7 separate regions of the Mus musculus genome follow, and all the other regions are linked to region 6. A link is a contact called in public HiChIP or PLAC-seq, Micro-C and promoter capture Hi-C data. All regions are on one chromosome and are shown on one strand. The core of a region is the stretch at or near the end of the contact, and the rest is flanking DNA. Distances in the headings are between cores, read along the strand shown.

Region 1 (3,664 bases), core at 667-3,166, 1.0 Mb before region 6:
GTGGCCACTAAGGAGGCCTTGAGGGTTCAATTCAATATGCACGGATGCAGCCAGAGCAGCTGCAGATCTCAAAACTAAAACCACCCCTGTCCACATGCCTTATGGATGATATGAACAGTGATTTTCCTAAGGTCAGAGGCTCTGGTATCCTCACTTCTTTTCTTTTTTCTTTTTCTTTTTTGGTTTTTCGAGACAGGGTTTCTCTGTATAGCCCTGGCTGTCCTGGAACTCACTGTGTAGACCAGGCTGTCCTCGAACTCAGGCAGGCTGTCCGCCTGCCTCTGCCTCCCGAGTGCTGGGATTAAAGGCGTGCGCCACCACGCCCAGCTAGCCTTGCCCTTCTAGCCCATTCCTTTTGCCTTGCTTAAAAAAAAAAAAAAAAAAAAAAAAAAAAAACCACGATAGATTCCATTCTTAAAGTTAGCCACCAAACTCTACTCCCTTATATGGTCACTTCCTCCTCGTGAGGCTGACTACCAAAGTCCAGCTATTAAAAGTCCTATCCAATCAAAATACACCACTGTGCAGCCCGGTCTAGCATGGAACCCCCCTTTTCTCTTATTAAAAGTTACACCTGCAAGGTCATTTGCTTGTGTTTTTCTGACCAAGTAGAAAACAGCCACTTTAACTCCTCTTCCCCACCCCCATTTAAAGGAGCTCTCTGTGAAAACAGGTGCTTGGGTAAGGTGTCTGTGCCTAATCTGAAAGATAACCCCTGCTGCGCGGGAATTTATTATTTTTTTCAAAACAGGGTTTCTCTGTGTAGCCCTGGCTGTCCTGGAGCTCACTGTGTAGACCAGGCTGGCCTGGAACTCAGAAATCTGCCTGCCTCTGCCTCCCGAGTGCTGGGATTAAAGGCGTGCGCCACCACGCCCTGCGCGGGAACTCTTAATGCATACATGACTACTGGTTTCCAGGTGTGAGGAGGAAAGTGTAGCCTCGGTTTCACCAGACCCCGTGACAGACAGTCTTGGAAGGTGATCACCAGTCAGTGTGCACATGGCAGGGAGGTTCTCCCCAAGACCATGTAACTGGGTGTATGTCCCAGCTCCAGACTGCAGCTCCAGTCCCAGAGAGATATCAGGCATAAAGTTCTACAGATGAGTGAGCAGTGGATTCACTCACGGAGAAATGTAATCTCAGGAGAGTCGTCAACAGCGTGGGCAGTCTTGTGTCCGGGCTGCTCTCTGACCTCGTAAACAAAGAGGCTTACTGAGCATTATGGTGACTGTGGTCTGGGAACTTTCCTTTTTCGAGACGGGAACTCAGTGTAGTCCAGAGTGGCCTCAAATAGATAATCCACCTGCCTCGGCATCCCGAATGCTGAGATTAAAGGCGTGCACTCTCAGGCCAGACTCACTTCCCTAGGCGTGTGGACCGGGTGGCGGCTGGAGCCAGAGGAGTAGGGCAGGGCCTGGGGCGAGGAGGGGCAGGATGGCAAGGACGCAGGGTGAGTAGGGGGTTCTTGAAGAGAATGAATGTGCAGCGGAAAGCCAGCGGTCCAGCTCATTTGATCCAACCTCAGTTTCCTCTTCGGAGGATTGGTCTTCCCGTTCCCGCCTCCCTCCGCCACGCTCGTTCCCCTCCCAGGCTCTGGCGGCGCCTCAGGTCGGTGGAGTCAGGGATCCAGCAGCGGCTGGGCTCCCTCTGACAAGCTAGCCTCGAGGGCGGCTGGAAGACAAGCCAAGTCCAACCTCTCCAGCGGAGGACGGAGGGGCTGGACTCCGCAATGGAGGCGGGGCCTGAGGAAGAAGGCATGTCTTGGCTGGAGGCGGAGACAGGGACCGATGCCTGTGCTTTGTGCGGAAAGAGCCAGGCTTTCTTTGCACCGGAAGCGGAAGTTAAAACACACAAACAGGCCTCCGGTATGGTGGATACGAGTACCCTGACCCGGAAGCACTTACCGAGGACCCGCCCTCCTGCCCAATAGTGCTGCGGAGGCACGAGCTACTTCCTTTCTGCGCTCTCGCTGGACAAGTGAGCAGGTAGGCCTCGGTGCGGGCTGTGTGCGAGCGGGGCCGGGCTGGGCCGGGCTGGGCGCAGTTGGGGAGGTCGCGGTCACATGGCCGAGAGTGCTTGCGGGCCATGGGTCTGGTTGGGCCCGCAGACTCGGAGTGCGGGCCTGACCAGTCTCAAGACCTGCGTGGTAACTCTGCAGGGACGGCCTCAGGATGCAGAACGACGCCGGCGAGTTTGTGGACCTGTACGTGCCGCGGAAATGGTGAGCATCTGCGGGCCCGTCATTCTCGCGCCCGCTTTCCCCGCTCCCATTCATCCACTGTTCTTTTGCGACCTATTAAACGCACTGTGCATCTCTTTACCCAGCTCCGCAAGCAACCGCATCATTGCTGCCAAGGACCACGCGTCCATCCAGATGAACGTGGCCGAGGTGAGCTGGGAACCTGACGGTTCCTGAGGGAAGGAATTACGAGGCCCTCAGGCCTCAGCCTGGCTCTTGGTGTGTTTACTAACATCGGGGTGAGGTCGAATCTTCCAACCTCTTTTTTTTTTTTTTTAACCCAGGTTGATAGGACCACAGGCCGGTTTAATGGCCAGTTTAAAACCTATGGCATCTGCGGGGCCATTCGCAGGATGGTGAGTTCTACCACCTGGTCTGCCTTGTACTGTTCATGTGACATCTGAGCTCTGATGGTGGTGTCCTTTTCTTCCTGTGGGAATGGTTTTGGGCTTAATAGTGCATGCTCTGCCTGCTAAGCAGGGAGCCAGCTCTGTGTGGATACTCAGGTATTTATTTTTAATTTTAAAGGGCGAGTCAGATGATTCTATTCTCCGATTGGCTAAGGCTGATGGAATTGTCTCAAAGTAAGTGTGGGGGACAATCTCACATTGGGGTTGAGTGGCTTGGGACTTCCCAAGAGATACAGCTTTTAATACTACTTTTTCCCCTTTGTTAGGAACTTTTGAGCAGAAGAAATCGGGAATTTGTTACAAATAAAAGTTTTAAGTACCTGTGACAGTTAAGTCTGCTTTTGCTGTTTTTACTATGTAGGGCTGGTGTTTTTATTGTGACCAGAAAAGGGCCGCACACTTACCTGAAAGGAGACAAGCAAGGAAGTATGTTGCAAAAACCAGTTTTACTTTAACAAAAACATTTTAACACCTTCCATTCATAACCTACTGGACATACACCACATTCTGAGGTCTGACACAGCTGTGTCCTGTTGAGCGCTGCGGGTGCAGCACCAGGTCTGTGGCATTGGGTCACAGTCCAGCTGGACACCATGGATATACCTCAGATTTCTGGACTCAGTCTATAGGACTCTGTTTAGCCCGTGTTTGGTTTAAGGGTTGGCTTTAACAGTGCTCAATACCACAAACCAGCAGCTCTTAGCGAAGCTTAGGAAGGACTAACAGCAGACCAGCTTGGTAAAATGAATACACCTTACTACATCTAGAAGCTTAAATAACATTTATCCCATCAGTCAGCCATATATATCTAAGTTCATTTAAAAAAAAAATGATGGGGCTGCCCTGAAGATAACCTGTTTGCAGGAACGACTTATTGCACCTAAAGATGCTCTGAGAACGTGGCATGCTTACACCAGCATAAGCATGGACAGGCTAAAACGTATTTACTATCCTTTGAGCTCCTGTCTGAGCTGTTACTGATCCGATAGACCTAGGTGGTCGGTGTCAGGCTTGA
Region 2 (3,999 bases), core at 390-2,889, 1.2 Mb before region 6:
TGGTTATTCTGCCCAGATGGCAGGGCCCTGTAGCTCAAAGTCCAAAAACAGGTTAGGTAAGCTGTGTCCCTCTGAGGCTTGTCTCTTGGAGAGGGGCTGATCTTGGAGATTTAGGTAAGGGTGTGGGTGGTGGTGGGTTTCTGAGCTAGTCTTGGCCAGGCCCCCAGAAAAACTGCAGAACCTGGTCAGTCTGACTATCTCCGTGGCAACCGGCTAGCTGTCCTTGTCCTGGCTGGGGGGCCAGCTGCCGCACCCTTCCATCAGCCCTCAGCGGGCTGGAGTTGCTTTCTTCAGAGGTAACCATGGCAACGCCTTTGTTTCGGAAGCCTGGCCCGCCTCCCTCTGTCTCTCTCTTTAGGAGCTGAGCGTGCAGGGGGCTCTTTTCCAGTCCCAGCACGTCTCTCCTGCGCCAGTGAGAAGGGGCCACCAGAAAGCCAGGCTGTCCCTGGGGTGGGAGCTAGAGAGGCAGACAGGGTCTGCTGGGCCACTCCGTGTTTGCAGAGGACTTGAGTATCTGCAGAGTGGGCCACAGAGGCGGGGGGGGGGGGGGACGGGACACGACACGGACCTGTGTGTGAGTGTGAGCACCACCTTACTGGAGGAAGAAGTGTGGCCTTGGAGAAGAATCCTTCATTATGTGCTGAAGAAGGTTCATGGGGGGCATTTAGAACCCCTTTGCTAAAGCCTCAGACTGGCTTAGCAAAAAACCCAAGTAATTACTCAAGTAACTGGAAAGCCTTGGACTGATGTCAGGTGCAGCTGGCCCTGGATGACCTGGGGGACTTGGTTCCTCCTTGGTTTCCTGCTTTCAAACGACCTATAGCGGCCCTCACCTCACTTGCTTCTGGGTAGGTTTGTGAAAGACAAGAGACATCTAACTTGCTTCCCTCAGGTTTGACACTGAGCTGAACCTCCTGGCTAGGATCGGACCACAAGTCCCATACCTTTGCAATTCCTGTGCCCTGCAAAGTCCTATGCAAGTCAGTAGCCATCTTGATTCATGTCACTTCACCTTTCTCAAACCAGACCCCACATTCCAATGTGATGAGGAGGCTGGGGAACCCTGGCTACAGAGAAAACTGAGTGTTCAGAGAGGTCAGATAGCTTTTCTGAGGCCAAACAGGCTGCAGGCGTGTCCCCAGAGATTCTGAGTTTAACCAGGAGCCACTGCAGACCACAGGGCGCCTAAGGGTGTTAAACAGGATGAACCGGCCAGGGAGGCCACTGGAGGGGTAAACTGGCCCCAGGGTATGTTAAGTCACGATTGGCGCGCAAAGGCCGGCGGCCACATTTGCCATTTGTTCATACCCCAGCAACCGTGAGAAGCGTCTGCGGGGTCGGGAGCCAAAGGGTGGGTCTAGCCCAGCGCCAGCCTGGGATCGTTCACGCCCAGCCACCTGACTCACTGTTTGTAAACTAGCCTCTCCCAAGGTCACTCCCCTTCCTCCTGCCTCCCCTTCCTTCTAGCTCCAGTATCTGCATAAACCCACCTTCTCCAAGGGGTGATTGGCTGGGCGCGCCGCCACTCCCCCGTGTGAGCCGGATTATGATAGGGCCGAGGGAGAAGCTGTCCGGAGAACGTGATCGGCATGGTTCCGCCCCCGGCGCGGCCTGCGGGCCGAGCGTTGATTGGCCAGGCGGCGGCTGACGGACGGCGCGGGGCGCGGCGAGCGGCGAGCAGCACGGCGGGCTGTAGGTCGGAGAGGCGCGGGCCGCACTTCCGCTTGGGTGTCAGAGGGTTGCCGGCTGCGGTCGGGGGCGGGGCGGCCGTGGGGTCGGCGACTCCGCGGGGACCGCGTTCGGGTGAGTGGGCTGCAGCGGGGCGGGCGCGCGGGGACGGGTCTCGGGGAGGCCCATTTGCCACCTAGGCCGCGGCTGGGCTCGGGCTGGAGAGTCGCGGCGCTAGGCCGCCGGGAGTGTGGACGACCGCGGGAGGGACGGGGCCCCGTGGGGCTCCAGCGAGGTCCGCGGTCGCACGCGAGGGACTCCGGCGTTCTCCCTTTGCTGGGCGAGCCGCGCATCCCCTCGGGGCGCGCGGGGAACTTGGTGCCCGCGTGGCCTCAGGTCCGAGGGCCTATGTCTCCACAGCAGAGTCGGAGCGCGCCTTCAGACCTGCACCAGCGAGGCAGCCAGGGCTGTCCGCGCTGAGTGCGGTTGGTGGGCCCCGCGTGGAGGCGGAGGCACCGGCGGCGGCGCTCTGTCCCCCTTGCTCCTCCGAGACGCTGCGGCCGAGTGGGGCGCCTCAGTCTTGAGAGTTGGACAAGCTTTTGAGTTATGTTCTTGTGGGTCGGCCTTTGCACATCTGGATCAGTGGTTCTGTGGGGCTCTGCACACACTCGGAGGAGGCCTTCGTGTAGGCTAGGCTCCATATTGTCAGAGATGTTGATGGGACAGCTCCTGAGTGGGAGCCTCAGGGATGGGGAACTGCTGACCCTTTCTGCAGAGAGCCTGGACCCTGCTAACTGTCACCTGTCATCTCTCCCACCTTCACTTCTTGCTTGTGGCATGTGACATCTGGTGTACCAGTAAGAGATACATATGGGTCAGTCGTCTGCAGTGGGCTCTGACAAGCAACAGGTGCTCCAAAGTGTTAGTTCACTGATGTGAGTAAGGAAACAGGAACATTTGAGTGGACACATTGTCCGTCGCCTCCCATTGCCTCTGATGGTGCCAACTAAAGGGTGACAATGAGGAAATGGGTGGCTGCATGTCCTCCATAGAATCTACCTTCCTGTTTGCCCCAGGTACTGTCTGGTAATAACAACTCTTATCTCAGGGGACGCTAATTTTGAGCAATTATTTGCTCTAGATCATTAGAAGCATGAGTCTTACAGCAGTCACTAACATTACCTTTATTCCCAAGGAAAAGAGAGCTCAAGTAGCTTACTTCAGAGCACCTAGTAGCAAATTAAGTAACAAAGGTACCGAAACCCAGACTTCCTTTTTCTCTCTCTCTTTTTTTTTTTTTTTTTTTTTTTGTTGTTGGTAAGGATGAGCATGGCCTTATGCCCGTTGAGATAAGAAAGCAGCCTCTTTATCCCCAGCTTTACTTTTTGATATTGTAATATAATTACATCATTTCCTCCAATCCCCTAGTAGTTCCTCTGCTCTCTTCTGTGGCCTCTACTTTTTGGATTATTGTTACATATGTATATGTGTGTATGTATTATGTATCCTTAAATGCATGAGTTGTACCTGCTCAGTTTGTGTAATGTTACTTGTACTTATATGCTTCCAGGGCTGATCATTTAGTATTGGATACCAGTTTGTGTGTTCTTTACACTCATTTTGTTACTTTTGAGGAGGATCTGATGTAACTGGGTAGGCTCAAATGTAATTGAGCATGACCTTGAATTTCTGGTCCTCCGTGTTCTGGATTACAGGTATGCATCATAGCCCTGGTGAGTTCATATTCTTTTTGTTGTTTTGTTTTTGAGACAGGGTTCCACTGTGTAACACTGGCTGGCCTGAAACTTGATTTTGTAGATCATACTGACCTCCAACTCAACGATCTGCCTGCCTCTGCCTTCTACTTGGTGGACATTTGAGGCCAGCCTGGTCTACATAATGAGTTCCAGGATAGCCAGGGCTACATAGAGCAACCCTGACTTGAAAAGCAAAAAACAAACAAAAAAATGCTAAGTGAAAAAAATTTTTTTCTGCTTTGACACAGGACCTTACTCTGTAGTCCAAACTGTCTAGACCCACCCCCAGTCCATCTACTTCAGCTGGGATTATAAAAACCTTATATGAAAGTTAGGCTGGGTGTGGTGGAACACACCTTTAACACTCAAGAGGCAGAACCAGGTGTATCTCTACAAGTTTAAGATCTGTCTAGTCTACATAGTGAATTCCAGAACAGTCAGGGCTATGTGGACAGACCCTGTCTCAAAAATACCCTCTCCCTAAAACATACTACATAGATATATGTATATATATATGTGTGTGTGTGTGTGTGTGTGTGTATATATGTATATGCACACACACATACACACACAT
Region 3 (3,546 bases), core at 410-2,909, 1.1 Mb before region 6:
CCAAATTAATTAAATCTTTAAAGAATGACTTAAAACATTTTATGTGTGTTTTGCCTACATGCATGTCTATACAATGTGTGTGTGTGCCTGGTGCTCACACAGGCCAGAAGAGGGCATCCGGTCTCATGGAACTGAGGTTCCAGACAGTTGTGAGCTGCCATATGGGTGCTGGAAATCAGACCTGGGGGCCTCTGCAAGAGCTGCCAGTGCTTTTAACCACGGAAGCATTTCCCCAGTCCCAATTAAATCTTTTAAATTGGTCTTGAACACTTGGCAGTTCTCCTGCCTCAGCCTTTTCAGGGCTGGGATTATCAGGCATGAGCCACCACACCTAACGAAATTCAAAGGTTTTTGTAGTAAAGCTGGAAACTGGGCCAGCGAGATGACTCAACAGGTAACATTGTTTGCCAGGCAAGTCTGGTAACCCAAGTCTGATCACAGGAACCCAGAGTGTAAAGAAGCAAGTTACTGAATGTTGTGCTTAGACTGCCACATGGGTGACACACACTTTTAAAAAAAGGAAACTACACAGGACAGAGTCCAACAAAAAGATGACAGACGCAAGCATGTAGAACTTACTGCATCAGAATTCCAAGCAGGAACTAAAGCGAGTGAGCCACAGTGGCGACAGAAATGCATCTTAGAGGCGGGACTCCCTCCAGCTCAGGCTGGCCTGGAACACGTTGGTGTCGGCGTCAGACAGTAGTAAGTGAGAAAAACTACTTTTCACCTTTGTTTCAGAAAAAGACCGCACACGTTTCACATATACACAGATGGTAACTTGTGGAGCATGCCAGAGAATTCAGCACTGCTTGGCCCTGGAGAGGGCTGGAGGGTGGGCCTGGGGCCTTAAAGCTGTCATAGAGGAAGCAAAGAAATGGAAGTGGTGTGTAAAAGAAACTGTGAGGACTCTTGGGCTTTACATTCTGCGAGCACCTCTGCCCTACAGGAAGGTGGTGGCACCCTACCTGACTAGCTACAAGCAGCCCTTAGACCCCACCCATCCGCGGTGCTCTGTGAACTTGTTCTTACAGCATTGAGCAACCCCATGCTACCTTCTCCACCCCACCTCCACTCCCCCATCCTGAGCAGCCGCTTGTACTTTCCTATAATGTATGTCAAATTAGCACAAAGTGACATGAAGCTGACACTTTCCTCGCTCTCGTGTCAAGAGACTACCTCCTACCTTTTAAACCATGTGACTATTTTATGTCTTGGGCCCTGACACCTCGCTCACCCAATAATGCAAATCAGACAGGCTGTCTCCCTGCGGTGTGGAGAGAGACAGGTCCATTCAGAACTAGATGGGTAACAGCGGACATCCGTCCCAGGGTACGTGTCACAGCTCAACCCCACGAGCACGTTGGTGTACGGTCCGGTGCCCATCACCCTGGTCTCGACCTCTGCAGCGCCGCCCCGCGGGGGCCCTTTCTGCGAGTCGTGGAGGCCGGGGCGCTGTTCCCAGCGCTGCCGCCAGGGGCCACCGCCGCTCCCCTATGACACAGCAACAATAGGGGCCGCTCTGGCCCGCGCTTCCGCCGGAAACAGGCCGCCGGCGCGGAGGCGGGCCGGATGCGATGGACGGTGACCAGGGCCAATCGGGACCTGGTCGGGGCCGGCCGCGCGGCTGACGGAACTCAATCCGCGGCGAGAGCGGCGGCGGGGCGGGCCAAGCACGGGCTTCCGGCGAGGCCCGGCAGGCGCCGAGGAGGAAGAGCGAGCCCGGACGGTGCCCCTAGGCCGAGTGTGAGCACCGCCAGGTAGGGGCCCGGTGGCGGCAGCGGCGGCTTAGGCGCACGCGGCTCCAGGCTGGGTCGAGCGGCGGGAGGACGGGACGCGGCAGCAGCCGGGGGGCCGAGTCAGTCCGGGCCGGCCGCCGGTGCCCCAGACGCGCCGGGGCCGGACGCAGCGAGGCTCCCTCCGCACGGGCGGGCAGTGACGTCGCGGGAGCAGGGGCTCCGCGGGGCTGCGCTCGGCCCTGCGCACAGCCCTGGCCTTGCGCAGCCTGGCGCGCTCCCGCTCCCGGGCAGTCGCGGGCCGACCGGCGTATGGGTGGGACATTGAGCACGCGACGCGGAACGACGGGCCTCGCTCTGTTTTTTCAGGATGACGACTTCAGGCGCTCTGTTCCCAAGCCTGGTGCCCGGCTCTCGGGGGTCTTCTACCAAATATTTGGTGGAGTTCCGGGCAGGAAAAATGTCATTAAAAGGAACTACGGTCACCCCAGATAAACGGAAAGGTCTCGTGTACATCCAGCAGACGGACGACTCCCTTATTCACTTCTGTTGGAAAGACAGGACCTCTGGGACCGTGGAGGATGTGAGTGCCTGTAGCCAGAACAGGCCAGCGGGGCAAGAGCAGGGAATATGGCTTCATCTTCCATAGATTAGTGTAGGGGTCCCAAGGTTGGCAGAGTGCTCCAGTCACTCTGTGAAGCCATGCACCCCGTGGTGACCATGGTTCTTAAGGTTTTAGCAGAGACAGCCTGCTGACAGGGTGATAGGGTGGGCTGGTGGCCTCAGCCCTGGCCTTAAACTTCCAGTCTTGTGGAGGAGTGTGCAGATATGACCCTCACCACAGCCTCGGGTAGTTTAGCGCTCTGAAGAGGCTGCTTTCCTTGGGGCTCTTTGTCTCCCAAAGTACATTGTTCTTTGTTACACTTAGGAGCAGCTAGCCAGAGTTGGTTGACCTTTTACTTCTTGGAACACAGTTCCAGAATGTTTCTGTTAAGTCGTCTGGTCCTCAGAGAGCACTTTTTCTATTCCTCCAGTCTGGGCCCTCTTCTGTTTGTCTTCACTGGGGTCTGAGACTTCTTGACTCCACCCTGTTATTGGGGTCCAGCAAATATTCAGGGACCTAAGCCTTGGTGGTACACACTTGTGTGCCTCTGTCTATCTGTCGTCTGACTGTCCTCCTTGTGTCGCCAGGACTTGATTATCTTTCCTGATGACTGTGAGTTCAAGCGGGTACCTCAGTGCCCCAGTGGGAGGGTCTACGTGCTCAAGTTTAAGGCAGGGTCCAAGCGGCTCTTCTTCTGGATGCAGGTAAGCAGGAGAGTGGTCTACTCTGTCTTTCCTTGTGATTCACTTGGGGTTACTTTCCCCACATTAGAAGGTGCTGACCTGGAGGGCCTGGTCTGGCTGCGTTCCTACCACGGTGGCTAGCTGGTGGTTAGGCACCGGAGCCCCGCTCGTGGACTTATCTGTAGGCACACAGCTCCAGGGCCTCAGGTCTTCCATTACTCCATGGCCACGAATTTTAGCTCCCAGAGGTGACGCCCTCTGTTCTCTCAGCAGTTGAACGTCCCCCACTTAAGCTCTTCTGTGCTGTGTGTTGCGAGGCCCTTCAGTGTCATGGCTCCTGCATCTCACCCACATCTGCAGTGTCCCTCAAATGCAGTCTCCACAGTCTGCCACCTGTTGGAGACCATTGGCATATTTGTGTTTCTTATACTGTTAATGTGGTTCTGCTGTGGTATGGGACATGGGCTCTCTCTTGGGTATGTGGGTCCAGTCTGGAGTCAGGGCTAGACTTGGGGTATGTTCA
Region 4 (4,061 bases), core at 346-2,845, 1.3 Mb before region 6:
CTCAAAACTGGCAGGTCACCTGGGCAGGGGCCGCCCCTCGGCCTCTCGGGCCACCCGACTAGGGCACGGTCCCAGAATGCAGCCCAGAACTTCCTGGAACGCCAGGGCAGCCTGGTGCACCCGCCCTCGGCCTCCCGCCGCGCGCTGCCACTCACCTGGGGGCAGCTGGAAGTTCTGGATGTTGGTCGGGTTCTGCGGCGGCTGCGGCAGGCGCGGGGCCAGCACGGTGGGCGTCAGCGTGGCCCGGATAGCGCCGGTGGTGGCCGCCGGCGTCCGAGGCAGGCTGGGGGTCGCCGCGGCCGCACCCTTCGCCAGCCCCGCGGGGGTCCCGGGCGCAGGCCCCGGCAGCGCGCCCGGCATGGCGGGCCCGAGCAGCACACTGCCCGCCGCGCCCCCGCCCGCGACCCCCGCCGCCGCCGCCGCCGCCGCCGGCCCCGGCCCGGGCCCCGGTCCGGGCTTGGGCGCCTCGGCCTTGGCCCCCTGCGCGCCCGCGCCCGGCTGGCCCAACCCCGCGGCGCCCCCGGAGGCCGCGGCGGGGGCAGGAGCGGCCCCGTTCTGCGCGGCGGCGGCAGCGGCGGCGGCGGCGGCAGCGGCAGCGGGTGACACGGGGGGCGCGGGCGCGGCGGGGTGCCCGGGCGGCCGGGCTGGCGCGACAGGCGCTGGGGGCGCGGGCGGCGGGGGCGCGGCGGGCGCGGGCGCGGCGGGCGGCGAGGGCGCGGCGGGCGCGGGGGCCGCCTGGATGACAGAGCCGGCGGCGGGCGGCGGCGCGGGCCCGTTGTTGACCGGGCTGACAGCAGGTGCGGCGTGCGGCGCGGTGGGCGGCGCGGCGCTCCCATTCAAAGTTTGCGCGGCGCCGGGGCCGGGCGGGCCAGGCGGGCCGGGCTTGGAGGCGCCGGGGCCGGCGGGTGGGGCGGCGGCGGCGGGATCCGGCCCCGCGACGGCGGCGGCGGTGGCGGCGGCAGCGGCAGCGGCGGCGGGGCAGGGCCCCGCGCTGGCCTCGGGCAGCGGCCTCAGCTTGGCGGGCGCCGGCGCGGGCCCTGCGGGGACAAGCAAGCGGCGCGGTGAGCTGGAGCCCGGGCGCCGCGGGCCCCCACCCGCCGGCCGCGCTCTACCTGCGGGGGGCGGCTCCGGCGCCGCTGCGGGCGCGCCCTCGGCGGAGGCGGCCGGCCCTGCGCCCGCGGCTCCGGCCGGGCTGCCGCTCACAACATGGTTCCCGAGCGCGCCGGCGGCCGCGGCCCGCAGCTCGGGCGTGCGCGGCGCGAGGTGGTGGTGGTGGGCCGCGCTGGCCGCCAGCTGCGACTCGAGCGAGCCCACCAGATCGCTCACCACTTTCTCGTCCACCTCGCTGTTGAAGAAGACCTCGTCCAGCAGATCCGAGCCCGCCGCCATCTTTCCTCCTCGCCGCCGCCGCCGCCGCCGCTCGGCCGAGCGCGCCTGGGCAGGAGGAGGTTCCAGCGGGGCGGGGGGCGGTGCGCGGGGCGGGCGGGGGCGCGGCGCGCAGGGAGGGGGGAGGGGCGGCCCACTGCGCAGGCGCGCCGACACGCACCGCCCACGCCCGCGCCCCTGTGGCCTCCGATTGGCTGCGGCGGGCTCTTAAAAGACGCGGCCAATGGCTGCGAGCGCCAGAGGCCGGGGAGCAGGCTAGGCGCTGGGTGCTGGTCGGCTGTTGGAGCGCTGGTGGGAATGGCAGCGGGGCCGGGAGAGCGGCGGCTCTAGGCGCCGGGTGGGTCGCGGCAGCCGGCTGCGGGGTTCGCCCTTTGTCTGCACCCTTCCAAAATGGCTGCGGCCAGGGCGGGCGGTGACAGCTGCGCGGGCGCTCCCGGGGCCCCGGCGGTCAGAGAGGAGCAGGAGTCCTGGCACGAAGGCGCTTTCGGGGCGGAGAGGTGCGCAGAGGACGCCGCGGACACGACGGGTCAGCTCCCCTGACTTACAGCGGTTAGTACGAGGGCCGTGCACACCCCGGACGAAGCTGGACATCCGGAAGCTGATTTGTTCTTTATTTACTTTTCTCGTGGGGGAGGGGGGGGTTGGTTGTAAATCCTCTAAACTGATGCTTGCTGGCACTTTGTAGGAACATTTTCGTTACCATTTCTCCCCTTTCTTTCTGGGTGTTTTCTTAACCAAAAGGCCGTCTTATTGGACATCGCTATGGATTTCGTCTTTCCTTTTTTTTTTTTTTTTTTTTGAAAAGGCCGAAAACAAATTCCAGATGGCAAAGCTTGTTGGGGACCTCAACGCAACTGACCTTCCTAGAATCATCGTCACCTCTGAAGAGACTTGCCACGGTCTGCACAGATCCAGCACTGGGGAATGAGGAATTTGACACTGTAATTTTTTTTTTTTCCTTTCGTGCCTTGAAAGAGACTCTTCCCACCAGCTTTTACTACCCACACACACCCTCCATGCACTCGGAAGATGAAGGCAGGAGGAAAAGGAGTTCAACCTTTGTTATGCATTTAGTTGGAGGCCAGCCTGGGGGTCTTGTGGGGCCCTGTATCAAAAAGGTGAGGTGAGAACTATTCTCTCAAAAGCAGAGTATAAACTCTCAGCCTGTGTGCTGATCCTGTCCCAGCCTTTTAAACTAAATGAGTTATATAACTACTATACAAACCCCACCCTACCCCAGCTGTCCTCTAAGCAATAGTCTACCTAAGGAACTGTGCGCCTTGAAGCCAAAAAACAAAACAAACAAACAAACCCCACAGTGCCCTCACTTGCAAAGTGTGCTTGGGAATCCTTAAATAACAGAAATTTTGTTCTTGAACATCAGCCTCCAGATTTGGAAAGCCAGTAAAAAGAAAGAGACAATGAGGAAGCAGGTTGGGTGCTAGAAGCCAGTATAGGCTTGACACACACTAGAAGGAACAGAAATTCACAGTTGTAAATAAAACCCACGAGTCTTCTTTTGACACAGGAGAACACGTTCAGGGCCAAGAGCATCATCCTGAGTGAGTGGGACACTACTTAGTCACAGCCCCCAGCCACAAGTCACAGAATTCTTTACTCTTGATAATGGTTTGAAGATTTTAAAGTGGACCAAAGGATCAGAAGGTTCTTGCTAATCCTCTTGATGCCGGTTAATGGGACCCACCAGTTAGGTGTACAGTAGCCTGTACCCCGAAGCCATTAGGTGACAGGGAGCACAACAATGAGAGCCATAGCAAAGCCCAGGCTCTGGAGCTCACAGGCCTCTTGGTACCACGGTACACAGCCTCCTTCCATTCTTAAGCATCTGCTAATGACACAGCCCCTGAGCCACCAAGACTTAAGTTACAGGTGCAGGGTTTAGGGTCTGTGCCCACCAGTCCCTTCATTCCTTGCTGCAGAGCCCAGTGTGGGAGCCACACATCTTTCAGGTAGCTGTTTTCAAGTGCAGAGCTCTTAAGACTGAAGTGGGTGGAGCTAAAAAGTCTCCTCCCCTCCTCAAAATCTATATGCAAGGGGCAGTAGACACTATTAAAGCCTTAACCTTTGTCACTCTGGAGACTGAAGAACAAATTTTCTTTAAATTGTCTCTCCCTTTGATACATTGCCATAGGCCATTATGACTTTCATAGTTTGAACTAGCATTAAAAGAGAAAAGGAAGAATCATTAAATATAAAGTATAAATAAAACACCCATTTTGTAGAAACAGGGGACAACCTTTTGCAAGTAGGTTCCTGCCACCATAGGTTTAAGGGATCAAATTTTTATCAGGCTAATATGGCAACTACTTTTATCTGCTTAACCATTTCACCAGCACAAGATGTTTAATTAAAAAAAAAAAAAAAAAAGGCAAAGCGGAGGGATAAGGAGATGGCTCGCTTGGTGAAATGATAGGATATGAGTTGAATCCCAGTACCCACATGAAAACACTGGGTATAGCAGCATGCATCTGTAATCCCAGCTATGGGGAGGTGGGGATCACAGTATTCCTGGGTCTCACTGGCCCAGAAAGTGTAGTGAAATATCCTGTCTCAAAAAATAAGAATGATTGAGGAATACACCTGTATACCTGATGCTGACCTCTAACCTCCATGCATACATGCACGCACCACAGAGAGACAGACAGACAGACAGA
Region 5 (3,830 bases), core at 149-2,648, 1.3 Mb before region 6:
GGTGGCTCATTCTCAAAATTTTGGCACATCAGAAGACTGAGGCAGGAGGTTAGAGACCAGTTTGGGCTGCACAGTCAGTTCCCCGCCAACCTGAGCTAAGAGTAAGACAGACCCCTGTCACAACTAAAACTAAAACTAAAAGAAAACAAAAAACAAAAAAACAAAACAAAAAACAGGCTCAGCAAGATGGCTCAGCGGGTAAATGCATTTGCTGCTAAGTGTGACCCCCTGAATACCCATTTCCGGGACCCATATGCTTCCAGGAAGCAGAGAACTCCTAACTGTCCTCTGGCCTCTACACATGTTGTGACATATGCACACACGGACACACATGCACATGCACCGAATAAGAAAATATTAAAATTTAAAATTGTTCACAACTATTCCCAGCATCCTCCGGCAGTGGTGGTAAGTTGATGTCACTACAGTAAGAAGTACGTTTTATGGCTCACATTTAAGAGAAATTGTTTCACAAAACAGTACTTGTTTTCACTATATGGGATGTTCCCTTATCTCCTCTTTCATTCTATTTCACGTTTATAAAATGCCAATCGCCACCAAATTTCTCATAGTAACTAATATTGGGCTCTAATCTGATGGTGGAGACTAACTGTAAATTAGCATGCGCTCATACATACAAAGTTACCCGCTATGCATGATGCGGAGTCAGCAACGCAAGAATGGGAAGCGATTTAGGGGGAAATCTCCCAATTTTATACTGCGGGCTGGGCTTTGGGCCGCAGTCTGAGGACGCGCGCACGCGGGCGGGAGTCACCCAAAACAGTCAGGGCTTATTTTAGGGATATCAGGCTTGGGAGCGCAGGGCTGCCCCGAGCTCCCCCTGCACTTTCTATTTCAGGGTCGCCCCCGCCGTGAGCGCTGCAGAACTGAGCAGCACCCGCCTGCCGGTTCCTTAGCCCCGGGGAGCAAGCGGGACTGAAGACGCACCTGGCCCGGCGCTGTCGGGGTCCAGCTCCAACAAACAAGAAAGGAAGACTGACAACTCCGCCCTATTAACACCTGGGCCAGAAGGGTGCCAGCGGCACGCGCGGAGGGAGGAGCCTGGCGCTCTTCCAGGTCCAGCCCCCGCCCCGCCCCCGAGTTTGCAAACAGTGGCCTCCCGCCTGCCCCGCGCACGCGCGCTTCGCCCCGCCCGCTCAGTCTCAGGCCCCGAAGCGGTGAGCGAGGCCCGCCGGGAACCGGCTGGGAAGACCCGGAGAGGCAGGTCCCCGGCCGGCAGCTTCCAAATGCGCAGGCGCGGCCCCGCCCACCGCCTGCGGCGCGGCCATATTTAAAGGGAGCCGGCAGCGAGGAGCCAATAGGCTGCGAGCGTACGGGGGCGGCGCGCGGTGGCGGGAGGCCCCGGATGTGGCTGCGGCGGCGCTCCTCCCCCGCTCCCTTCAGACTCGGGCTAAGCGCCTCGCTCTGCTCCCTCTCCGGTTCGCTCGTGGCCCGCAGGCCCCTAGGCGCGGCAGGAGGCGCCTCGGAGGCGGCGGCGCGGAGCTGCGCAGGAGTGGGAGGCCAGGCCACCGCGCGGCAGCGGAGCGGGCGGGGCCCGGCGCTGGTCCCCCGCGCCCTGCGCGCCCCGGCCGCCGCCATGAGCGGCTCGTCCGGCACCCCGTATCTGGGCAGCAAGATCAGCCTCATCTCCAAGGCGCAGATCCGCTATGAGGGCATCCTCTACACCATCGACACCGACAACTCCACCGTGGCGCTCGCCAAAGGTAGCGGCCCGCCGCCGCCGCGCGCCCAACTGACGCCCCAACAGCTCGCCGCCCCGCGCCTGCCCGCACAATGGTGTTCCCCGCTTCGGCGGGGGCTGTGGGAGGAGCGGACCAGGATCCTGCCGGTGTCGGGGGGTGGGGCGGCTTTGAAGCCGTGGACCTCCCCACCTGCGAGACGCCCTCGCGGGGCGAGACGCGCGCCGAGGCGGGGGGCCCGGGTCCGGCGCGCTCTCCTTGGAACCCCTTGGTAGCCACCGCCCGTCGAGTCGCGGTGCAGCCTCTCGCCGAGCTAGGGCGTCGGTTGAACTGCGGCTGTCCTGCTCTGAACTCTCCCGACCCTGTCCACTTGAGGGGTTGGTTTGATGAGAGAAGTCCAGAGTCGGTGCGCTAGTCGCGGCAGCGTGAGGGCCCAGAGCTTCTTTGTCTTCTTTCTCCGCGTTAAATGGGGCGCTTGTTTCCTTCGGCTCTCCAGAAGCGTGAGCGCCGCAGCCCGCCCGGGGTTAACGTGTTAGACCCTCGAGGGTGCAGATGGGAGGTTCGAGGCCAATCTGAAGCCAGCATGCTGCAGTCCTGGGCCATTCTCCTAAACCCTAGCCATACCTCCTATTTGAAGCGAGGCGCACAGACCCAGACTGGTGCTGCAGTGAAGGGCTCAGGGTTCCGGCTTTTTGTTCTCTTGAACTCTTCATGCTGCACTTGACGTGAGATCCCCTGTTGGAGAACCAGACCCAGAGTAGGCCCCTGTCCACAATAGGAGTTTGCTACTTAAAGCCTGCCACCAGATTCAGCTCAGCCCAGGAGTCTTGCCAAAGAGAGGTGTGCTAGCCTTCCTAGATCCATCCTGTCGAGGGTCCGTTGGGTCCAGGATTTCCTTATGAACATAGAAACTAATGTTGGGGGTCTGAGTTTGGAGATTTGTTCCCTTTGTTTCTGCAGCAACCATGGCCTGTTCTTTGTACCAGGGCTAGGGAGATTTCGTGCTTGCCTCAGAAAATCTCCTCAGCTGCAGCTTGTGATGAGGGCCTAAGGGTCCATCTGCAAAGTCAGATGTGAGAAAAGAGGTTCTACAAAGAGCTCTGCCCATCAGAGGGCTTTCACAGATTATCAGGGAACTTTGTGAAGCTTGGGATTCTACGGGAATTCTCATGTCAATTCCTGAACTACTGTCCCTTGTGGTCTTTGCCACATGGTGCTGTATAGGTATTGTCAGCGAGCTCGAGTAGCTGTTAGTTGTGAAGAGAGTGCTGTGTCAGAGGGCACTCTCTGTAGTCAGAAGCTTGGCCCAGGACAACAAGTTAACTGTCGTTTTCTCAACCCCTAAGTGAGGTCCTTTGGTACTGAAGACCGTCCCACAGACAGGCCTGCTCCCCCAAGAGAGGAAATTTATGAGTACATCATTTTCCGGGGAAGTGATATCAAGGATATTACTGTGTGCGAACCTCCAAAAGCTCAACATACACTCCCTCAGGATCCTGCTATTGTTCAGGTAAGTGTCGACGCTTCTGTGTGGCTGTGCCTTTACAAGAGAGGCTGGTTTCCCCTTGAAAGTTGGTGTCATCTGTTTGGAGCATTCAGCTTGAGGAATTGCCCTCTAGTGAACACTGGCCTGGTTTTCACCTAGACGGTTTCTGTTCCTAAGGGGTTAATTCATGCAGAGCATACACCTTACAGGGTTACATGCGCAGCATGGAGGGCCGCTAGGGAAAGAGACCTGTGGCTTGCTGTGCGTGAGGTACAGATGCTGCTGCTGGTGGCCTTGCCTGGGCCTGGCATGCCTAGAGCATAGCAGTCTAGCTTTGAGTGGCAGAGTATAAGTGGCGCATCGGGTGTTTTGAGGGTGACGGGGTTGGTTCTCTAATAGTTTTCTGTTCTGGTAATGCATTATTGTCGGACACTAAATTTGAAAGTCTTAAGCTAAGCCTGACTGCCTGGTAGGTTACACCCCAGGATTACAGGGGTGGGTACAAGGGCAATTAGATTATTATCTTTTGTAAGTTTAGACCTTCGTTGGCTTCTCCAGTTCAGACTGCCCTGGGTTCTAAGATGAAGCTATATTTAGAGAGGTAGGAGCAGGTAGGGTGCAGAGTTGGCACTTGAGAGAACCCA
Region 6 (3,965 bases), core at 1,383-3,882:
CTCTGCCTCTCAGTGCTAGAATTAAAGTTGTGCACCATCACACTAGGCTCAGAATTTTTTAAAAACAAGTTTATTATTTATATGTGTGTGAGAGCACATGATTGTGCCATAGAACATTGAGGTCAGAGAACAACTTGGTTGAGAGAATTTCCTCTGCCCACTTCGAGCGTCCTAGGAAATCATACTCTTGTTGTCAAGCTTAGCAGTAAGAGCCCGTGACCAATGATGCCTGGCCTCAGATTTTTTCTTTTTTTTTTTTTTTTGTTTGTTTTGTTTTGTTTTTTCGACATAGGGTTTCTCTGTGTAGCCCTGGCTGTCCTGGAACTCACTTTGTAGACCAGGCTGGCCTCGAACTCAGAAATCCGCCTGCCTCTGCCTCCCAAGTGCTGGGATTAAAGGCATACGCCACTTTTTTCTCTTTTTAAGATAACTTTTCATTATTTAGCCCCTGCTAACCTAGATGGAACTATGTAAAACAAGGTGGCCTTGAACTCTCAGAGATCTTCCTGCCTCTGCCTCTCCAGTACAGGGATTAGTGAGGCATACCTGGCTCAAAAGTTGATTTTGTTTTTGTTTTTTTCAAGACAGGGTTTCTCTGTGTAGCTCTGGCTGTCCTGGAACTCACTCTGTAGACCAAGCTGGCCTCAAACTCAGAAATCTGTCTGCCTCTACCTTCCAAGTGCTGGGATTAAAGGCGTGTACCACCACTGCCTAGACAGAAGTTAATTTTATCACAGTAATTGTTACTGACTAGCATTCACCAAGCAGCACATATCCTCCTGCCTCAGCCTTTTGAATGCTGGAATTACTGATGTGCACCACCACCACACCTAGCTCCAAACCTCAACAACTGGAAGCTCTTACTCTTATGAACTTCTGCTAGAAAGCATAATGCTAAGCTTTTCAGATTCCCCTTGTTAATTACCACCTGTAAATATGCCAATCAATGATCTTGGTTCTGGGCGGAACCTGGGTCTCTGGAGGATCCCTAAGGGCCAAAGGAAAGTAAAGGTTGACTTCCAGGCTACTAATCATCAATAACATCCAATCCCTGTACTACCCTGACCCAAAGACCCAAGAAACCAAGAAATATAAGCTGACTAAAACCAAGGATGATCGCATGGAAACCTTCACAAAGAAAAAGAAGCAAGAAGAAACTAGGGGCCATTTTCCAAAATAATCACAAGCTATTAAGAATGAGTCCTACCCAGAGGCAGGTAGATTTCTCATCATCTACAGCCTCATCTACAAAGTGAGTTCCAGGACAGCCAGGGCTATACAGAGAAACCCTGTCTCTAAATAAATAAATAAATAAAGTCCTAGGTTAGTTCCAGGTCAGTCTTAAATATTTTTTCCCCTCTCTCCTTTTGTCATTCTGTATGTCTTGGAACTCATTCTGTAGACCAGGCTGACCTTCAACAACATCTGCATCTGTTTCCCACATGCTCGGATTATGGCCTCAGTCTAGATACTAAGACTGTCTAGGAAGGCAGGGAGGAGGGAAGATGAAATGTAGGGACTAGTAAACCTTACCATAAGGCAGGCCCATTCCATGAGTTGGTCTCCTGGCACAGAAGGGACACCTAAATATCTTTTCAGGTAGGTCACAAAGTGGGTTAATCTATGGCCTAGGTTTGTTTTTCTCAGTCACATACGCACATACACTGACATGTTTGTTCTTGGCACTCTCCATTTTATATCCAAATGGTATGTATGTATGTGTACTCCAGGATGTCTTCCCAGAAAGCTTTCCATATTTCCTATGAAGAAACAAACTAGACAGGTAGTCATATTATCGATTTAATTTTAACTTATTAAGAATGATAATTTGAAACTGTTGGGTTTGAAATGTTTTCAAGACAGAGAACATTGGCTCAGCAGTGAAGTAACCAACTAAATACCTAAAAATGTCACCAATCGTGACTAAAACTGGGCCAACCGATTCGGTTCCCAGCAATAAGATTATCCACTCAAAATAATTCCCTCCAACCACACAGTTCTACAAATGGGTCCCCATCAACGTGGTTCCCATCTGACAGGTCCACCCTGACATGGTTCCACTGATATCAAGTACCTATCCTGATGATCCTGGCCTCTAGATTCAGTTCCAAGCCAGGGGTTCAGCAATACGGGTCCCACCCATGAGTCGTTCCCAATCTTTCCACCCGCCCTCAGGAACCCGACCCATCTGGTGCCCACCGATGGGTCCCAAACACCACCACTCCCGCCTAACCGCTCCCCACTCCTCCAGCCCCTTCCGCCTCGGCTTTCACGGACGACCCGACCCTGCCTCTGGCGAGGCCAAGATGGAGGCCGGAAGCGAGCCGCCTTCGCGAGCCCTCCCGCCAGGCGCCCGCGCCCGCCCGCCAGCCTGACGCCGCCGCGCCTGACGCCGCCGCCGCCCTCGCGCGCCCGCCGCCCCTCCCCCGGCCTCCCCTCCCCCCGCCGTAACGTCCTGACGCTCCGCAGGGACCCCTGACTGGACGGCGGCGCGTGAGCGGCGCGAGAAGCCTCGCCGCGGGGGTGCGCGGGCGCGCCGATGCCGCTTACCTGGGCCCACACGGGCCTGCTCCGGCGCCCGGCTGTGACGGGTGCGGCGGCGGGTGGTGGCGGTGGCGGCCGCAGCCTTCGCTCCTTGTTGGGGATTCGGCGGCGGCGGCGGCGGCGGCGGCGGCTCGGGCGCGCGCTTCCTAGTGACGCAACACCGAGGCCGCGCACGCACGGGCCGGGCGGGCCTGGAGACTTATTTGGCGCCCAGCGCGGAAGCGAACAGTGTGGTGAGATACTGCCCCCGTAGGACTCTTGTGCGCCTGCGCGTGTGGTCTGCGTGCCTGCCCAATTAGGTGTTCTGTGGTTCAGGCCGAGGTTTGTAGTCCTGGCGTTTGGGCTCCACTAGGGAACCGAGTATCCCAGGTGTGTGCTTTGCAACCCAGCCTCGGCCTTGCAGTGACACTGTCCTAAAACTCATGTGCGGACGTTCTTAACCATTTCTGACAGAATCGTGTTTCTTTTTTTTAAAATTGAAGGCATTGCGAATTTGCTTTTTCAAACTACTCAGTGCGGAGCGGTGTTTTCACGAAGTTGACCAACTGACATTGCAGCGGGTAGTCCAACATGATTTAAACTTTTTTTTTTTTAAACGGACTCGCTATGTAGATCAGACTGACTTGGAACTCAAAGAGCCCCGAGTTCTGAGATTAAAGTGTGTATCACCATGCCCGGCCCATTATTTAAAGTTTTAAATGAAATTTAAAAGTTAAGTGTCGGGGTTGGGGATTTAGCTCAGTGGTAGAGCGCTTGCCTGGCAAGCACAAGGCCCTGGGTTTGGACCTCAGCTCTGAAAATAAATAAATAAATAAGACAAAAAGTTAAGTGTCTTAAGTATCTTGGAGCCATAAAAGTCTCATGGAGGGCCTTGGGTGCCCGAAGAATTTCTTTTATTTTTCTAACTTGTAGGGAAGGTCGCGTATTTAAGGTAACCAACATTTATTAAGTTCCTTACAGTTGAAAGCCAAAGACAAGCAGTTCTTGTGTGGTTCAAAGGTAACATCAGGTCCTGTCAAAATGAGACTTGTTTATCTTGGCCCTGGTGGAGCCTGGGCACCCTGTTAGACATTGTAGTCTTGGCAGTAAAACCCTTACCTTCCCCACCACCCCTTGCTTTCAAGCAGCTGAAGACAGCCAATTCTAAGTGCCAAGCCAGCTCTCAGAATGTGATCACTAGAATTAAGGGCTTCAGGATCCCTGCTCTGCCCATCTTAGAATCCTTAGAGTAGAAATGGATGTCTGCTTGGACGGGAACAAGAGTTCACTGTTAACAGGGTGGCAGCTAGAATGGGAAACTAACAAGCAACATTTTCACGTAATTAACACTGTAAATAAGAGACTTGCACTTTCACTCTGAAGGAGATGAGGAAGTCTTTGTCATTGCTGTTTGTTTTGGTTATGTGAGTTTGTCATTGCAA
Region 7 (3,798 bases), core at 1,083-3,582, 1.0 Mb before region 6:
CTGCTGGGAGCTTCCTTTTTCTCCATGGCCTTAGAGGTGCACACACAGGCTCTCTAACCAGAAGGCAGCAGTGGGCAAGTAGCTGGAATACACACTTTGAACGGGACCATAGAGCCTAGAGGTGAGCCTCCTTCCAGGCATGCAGTAAAAGAGACAATAAACAGCTCAAAAGCCCTGTGCAGACAACCAGCAGTGACTCTGTCTATTGCTAGAAAATACTCCTGAGAGCCCAAAGTAGGATCAAGGACAAAAAGCTTCTTGTCAGCCTATTCCACAGAGCAGGAGACTGAGGCTGTAAGAGATCCATTAGCTGTTCAAGGTCACAGAGCTACCGGATGGAGGATGGCTGGTCTGCACTCACTGTGACAGCCTTCAGGAGGCCAGCCACTGTTGTCTCTCCTACCCACAGACTGGGAGCTGGGGTAGACCGTCCTCCTGTTGAAGGCCTGTGACCACACAAGGATAACAACTCTCAGGATGAAGTGGGGCAGAACTAGGAAGACGGATGGCTGGAAGAGCTAGGACGGCGTGGGTACCAAAGGGAGCCTCAACCACAAATGTTTCAGCTTGCTCTTCAAGGGGGTCCAGCTAACTAACACTCTGGGACAAACTGACCCCTTGTCCCCACTGTATCCCTCTATGTCCTGTGGAGAAGCATGACCTGGCCCTACCTGTAGGCTGAGGTGGTAGCCACAGAAAGTTGAGGTCCTTTGGCCACAGATATGTGATGCAGGGTCAGAAGTCAGACAGCTTTTCCCATCACAGACCTGCCTAGGGCTTCCCACACCTGGGAGCCAGCCACCTGGCAGGAGCTCGGATATATAGCAGTGGGGCCTGCCCAGAAGGGACCTCAGTGTCCAGACTTAGCTCCCGCTGTCACTCGTTAGGTGAAGGCTGAGAATGCAAGAGGGAGCTGAGCAGGCTGAGACCCACATGGTGCTGGTAGCTACGGCCATCTGGGAAGTAAGCATAGCCAGGGAATGGGGGAGTAGTGAGGAATAAGAGCTGTCCTGGGCTAGGATGAAGGATCCTAGGATCCAGGCAGGGGAGGCAGAACAGTTACATGTTGCAGACCCTGAGTCCAGCAGGTGTGGGACAGAGGGCAGGGAGGTGGTCAGGTGTATAAGGCCGAGTAGAGATGAGACCAGGTAGGTAAGACCCTGGCCCACAAGCTGAGTTGGGCACACAGCCTGTAAAAAGTGTTTGTGAGTCTCTGTGTAGGGTAGCCAGGGGAGGGATGTGTCTAGAGTCAATTAGACCAAGGGAACTCCGAAATCCATATTCAGGGGACTTTCAAGGTAAAGAGCTGACCCCATATCCAGGAGCTGACAGCTTTAGTGGGACTTTCAAGGTAAAGAGCTGACCCCATATCCAGAAGTTGACAGTTTTAGTGGGACTATCCCTTCCCTCTGGAGGCTGACCAGCTTCAGTTAATCCCAAACTCATCTCCTGTATTCTGGACTGATGCTGCCACATCACCTCAGTCCCAGTCAAGGACAGACGGGACTGCGAGCCTCTCTGACTCTTGCACGCTGCGGTGATGGGCCCTCAAGTACCAGAATGAAGGATCCCTGGACCACCCTGGCTCCTGCATTATGGGCTGAAGAACCCTCTTCCCTAATTACCCGACACCTTGATCTTGGGCTGGTCATCTTGACCCTGTGTCCTGGGCTGACCATTCCGGTTCACCCAGACCTCTGAGTGTTAAGTTGATGGGTACCAGGTGACCATACCTGTGTGCGGGGTGAATGGACCCACCTCATCCCAACCATGTCCAGGTCTGCCGAGCTTGTGGCTTACCCGAACCCATAGGTCAACTACCCCACAACCTGGGAGGAGGGACCTGGCTCACCACCACCGGTGCCCCGGGCTGCCAAGGCCATAGGTCACACAGCCGGAGTGCTGGTTAGGCCTCTAGGCCACCACCCTGACCCCAGCGTGCAGCCGCCCCCGTCCAGCCCACTCACCTTTGGCGCTGCCCGTCCAGGCCAAGGCCGGCGGGCGCCGTCGTGGGGCTGAGCAGGCCCTGGGGCGCGGGCCTGGCTGGCAGCCCCGGGAGGCCTCCAGGTGGAGCGGGCGGCGGCGCGGGCGCCTCGCGGGCCTCGGTGGGCGGTGGCGGCGGCGGCGCTGGCTTCTCGCCTCCGGGACCCAGGCTCGGGGGCCGTCCGTCCAGGGAGATGTTGTTGAGAAAGAAGAGGGCGGCCTGACGGCGCCGGGAGTCCCCGCGCCTCCGCGGCACGGCCGGCGGGTTCCGGGCGGCCGGCGCGGGCCTGGAGGGGCCGGGGGCCGGACCCGGGGCTCCTCCCGCCGCAGCCGCGGCCATGCTCGAGTGCGCCGCCGCGCCGCGCCGCCGCGCAGCTGCCCATTGGCCGCGGCGCGCTTGCATGCAAATACCACCCCGTCACTCCCGCCCATTGGCCGCGGCGCGCCCATATGTAAATATAGTTCCGCGGTTCCTGTCTATTGGTTGCGGCGCGCCTGTATGCAAATACCACCCCGTCGCTCCCGCCCATTGGCCGCGGCGCGCCCATATGCAAATATAGTTCCGCGGTCCCTGTCCATTGGTTGCGGCGCGCCTGCATGCAAATGAGGCTCCTCTGAGCCCTTCGATCGGCTAGCGATATGTGGCTTGCCCCGGCGCTCCCCTGAGTCCTAGAGTCTTCTGTCTGTTGTAGGTTTGGCGTGGCTAAACACGGCAAGGTCGGTAGGTGCACGGAACCTGTGTCCTGTTCTCCCGTCCAGGACTCGGTGTACAGGGCACCCTTCAGCGAATGTTCATTATGGGCTGCAGACTCAGGGTGCGGGCCTGTTGTGGTCACTTGCTCCGGGGTGTTCCCTCAGCCCTGGGGTTCTTCTGGGCAGGTATCCATCCATGTTCCACCAGAGCCTGTAACTTCCGGGCTGTGCCGCCTGGCCTCCTCACTGACTGCTGAAGACACCCGTCTATGGTCTGAGGGCAGCTGACATCTCAGTTGCCTCATGGACGTGGTCTTGAGTCTGCATGATACTGGAGTTTCAGTTTCCTTCGTGGAGGATGTCCAGGACTCGAGTATACAAACCCTTCTGGCTCAGTACCGTGTGTGTATGTCGGCCCTTCCCTGTACAGAGTCTTCACCCTACCATCACCTGCTCTTTCCAGCTCCCAACCTATGTGGACTTCTTATCTTTCTTTTGTTTTGTTTTTCAAGTCAGGGTTTCTCTGTATAGTGTAGACCAGCCTGGCCTCGAACTCAGAAATCTGCCTGCCTCTACCTCCCAAGTGCTGGGATTAAAGGCATGCGTCACCACTGCCCGGCGACTTCTTGTCTTTAAAGTGTTTGATGGATCATTGAAGAAACACAAAGGAAAATCTCCCCAATGTTCTTTTTGGTCTATGGTCACTGCCTGCTCTGGTCCTGTGGCTGCTTAAAATGGGTGCTGGAGTGGAGTTGGTTGAGGGAGAGAGATCCCTGGGAAGTGGCTTCTTTCCTTGGGAGAAGCCATCGGTAGTGTTACCTATAGGAGTTCATACTGCCAGTTCCTTCCCTGCTTTTAAGGCTCAGGCAGGCTGATTCTGTCAGACACCCCCCTCTATCCATGGCATCTCCCTGTCATCCCTGAACAAGTAGGCTTACCCTTACTCTGTTCTGACCCCCCTCTTCTCCACTGCCTTTTCCTAGCTACCCTGCCAGGAACCAGTGACAAGGTGGACAGTTTTCCTGTCTAGTAGAACGCAGGGCTTGGTCCATTGAGTGGTGGGCACTCCCAGAGAGAGTAATTTCTGTCAGGGGGTCATGGTGTCTGCTGACCTGGGGTGGT

Evidence for each region. Promoter capture Hi-C pulls out the DNA fragments that hold promoters and counts their contacts. Hi-C and Micro-C count contacts between places; a contact is called where the count stands out from the background. HiChIP or PLAC-seq counts read pairs in DNA pulled down with a chosen protein or histone mark.
Region 1: a promoter capture Hi-C map of liver shows a contact between it and region 6, with 4 times the contacts expected there. The contact joins the promoter of Rps21 here to the promoter of Gmeb2 in region 6. A contact is called at or near these places in 2 of 39 promoter capture datasets (liver and pre-B cells), 1 of 484 Hi-C or Micro-C datasets (B cells) and 1 of 115 datasets of contacts at active chromatin or transcription factors (astrocytes).
Region 2: a contact with region 6 is called in a Micro-C map of embryonic stem cells, with 3 times the contacts expected there. The contact joins the promoter of Osbpl2 here to the promoter of Gmeb2 in region 6. A contact is called at or near these places in 1 of 484 Hi-C or Micro-C datasets (embryonic stem cells) and 2 of 9 other capture datasets (adipose tissue and liver).
Region 3: a FOXA1 HiChIP or PLAC-seq map of pancreatic cancer cells shows a contact between it and region 6. The contact joins the promoter of Adrm1 here to the promoter of Gmeb2 in region 6. A contact is called at or near these places in 2 of 39 promoter capture datasets (cranial neural crest and pre-B cells) and 1 of 115 datasets of contacts at active chromatin or transcription factors (pancreatic cancer cells).
Region 4: a contact with region 6 is called in a promoter capture Hi-C map of pre-B cells, with 2.7 times the contacts expected there. The contact joins the promoter of 4921531C22Rik here to the promoter of Gmeb2 in region 6.
Region 5: a promoter capture Hi-C map of pre-B cells shows a contact between it and region 6, with 3 times the contacts expected there. The contact joins the promoter of Lsm14b here to the promoter of Gmeb2 in region 6. A contact is called at or near these places in 2 of 39 promoter capture datasets (embryonic stem cells and pre-B cells) and 1 of 9 other capture datasets (adipose tissue).
Region 7: a contact with region 6 is called in a promoter capture Hi-C map of pre-B cells, with 2.1 times the contacts expected there. The contact joins the promoter of Cables2 here to the promoter of Gmeb2 in region 6. A contact is called at or near these places in 4 of 39 promoter capture datasets (the 3T3-L1 cell line, cranial neural crest, fetal liver and 1 more) and 1 of 115 datasets of contacts at active chromatin or transcription factors (large pre-B cells).

Annotation. Positions count from the first base shown.
Region 1 is chr2:180,255,463-180,259,126 of GRCm38.p6, forward strand. It overlaps Rps21 (ribosomal protein S21), which reads left to right and starts at 1,917. Exons shown (of 6, transcript NM_025587.2): 1 at 1,917-1,985; 2 at 2,159-2,221; 3 at 2,326-2,389; 4 at 2,524-2,595; 5 at 2,768-2,823; 6 at 2,916-2,982. The coding sequence starts at 2,172. The coding sequence ends at 2,925. It overlaps Cables2 (CDK5 and Abl enzyme substrate 2), which reads right to left. Exons shown (of 10, transcript NM_145851.2): 10 at 3,077-3,664. Mir3091 (microRNA 3091) reads left to right here and starts at 2,074; the gene lies at 2,074-2,149.
Region 2 is chr2:180,117,667-180,121,665 of GRCm38.p6, forward strand. Osbpl2 (oxysterol binding protein-like 2) reads left to right here and starts at 1,640. Exons shown (of 14, transcript NM_144500.4): 1 at 1,640-1,803.
Region 3 is chr2:180,169,929-180,173,474 of GRCm38.p6, forward strand. Adrm1 (adhesion regulating molecule 1) reads left to right here and starts at 1,660. Exons shown (of 10, transcript NM_019822.3): 1 at 1,660-1,760; 2 at 2,106-2,319; 3 at 2,928-3,044. The coding sequence starts at 2,107. It overlaps Gm29886 (a long non-coding RNA gene), which reads right to left and starts at 1,322. Exons shown (of 4, transcript XR_867152.3): 1 at 1,238-1,322; 2 at 580-855.
Region 4 is chr2:179,975,258-179,979,318 of GRCm38.p6, forward strand. 4921531C22Rik (RIKEN cDNA 4921531C22 gene) reads left to right here and starts at 1,596. Exons shown (of 2, transcript NR_033782.1): 1 at 1,596-1,935; 2 at 2,192-3,756. It overlaps Taf4 (TATA-box binding protein associated factor 4), which reads right to left and starts at 1,389. Exons shown (of 15, transcript NM_001081092.1): 1 at 156-1,389. The coding sequence starts at 1,389.
Region 5 is chr2:180,023,589-180,027,418 of GRCm38.p6, forward strand. Lsm14b (LSM family member 14B) reads left to right here and starts at 1,399. Exons shown (of 10, transcript NM_001372364.1): 1 at 1,399-1,724; 2 at 3,047-3,210. The coding sequence starts at 1,598.
Region 6 is chr2:181,285,334-181,289,298 of GRCm38.p6, forward strand. It overlaps Gmeb2 (glucocorticoid modulatory element binding protein 2), which reads right to left and starts at 2,633. Exons shown (of 10, transcript NM_198169.2): 1 at 2,551-2,633.
Region 7 is chr2:180,271,133-180,274,930 of GRCm38.p6, forward strand. It overlaps Cables2 (CDK5 and Abl enzyme substrate 2), which reads right to left and starts at 2,333. Exons shown (of 10, transcript NM_145851.2): 1 at 1,968-2,333. The coding sequence starts at 2,323.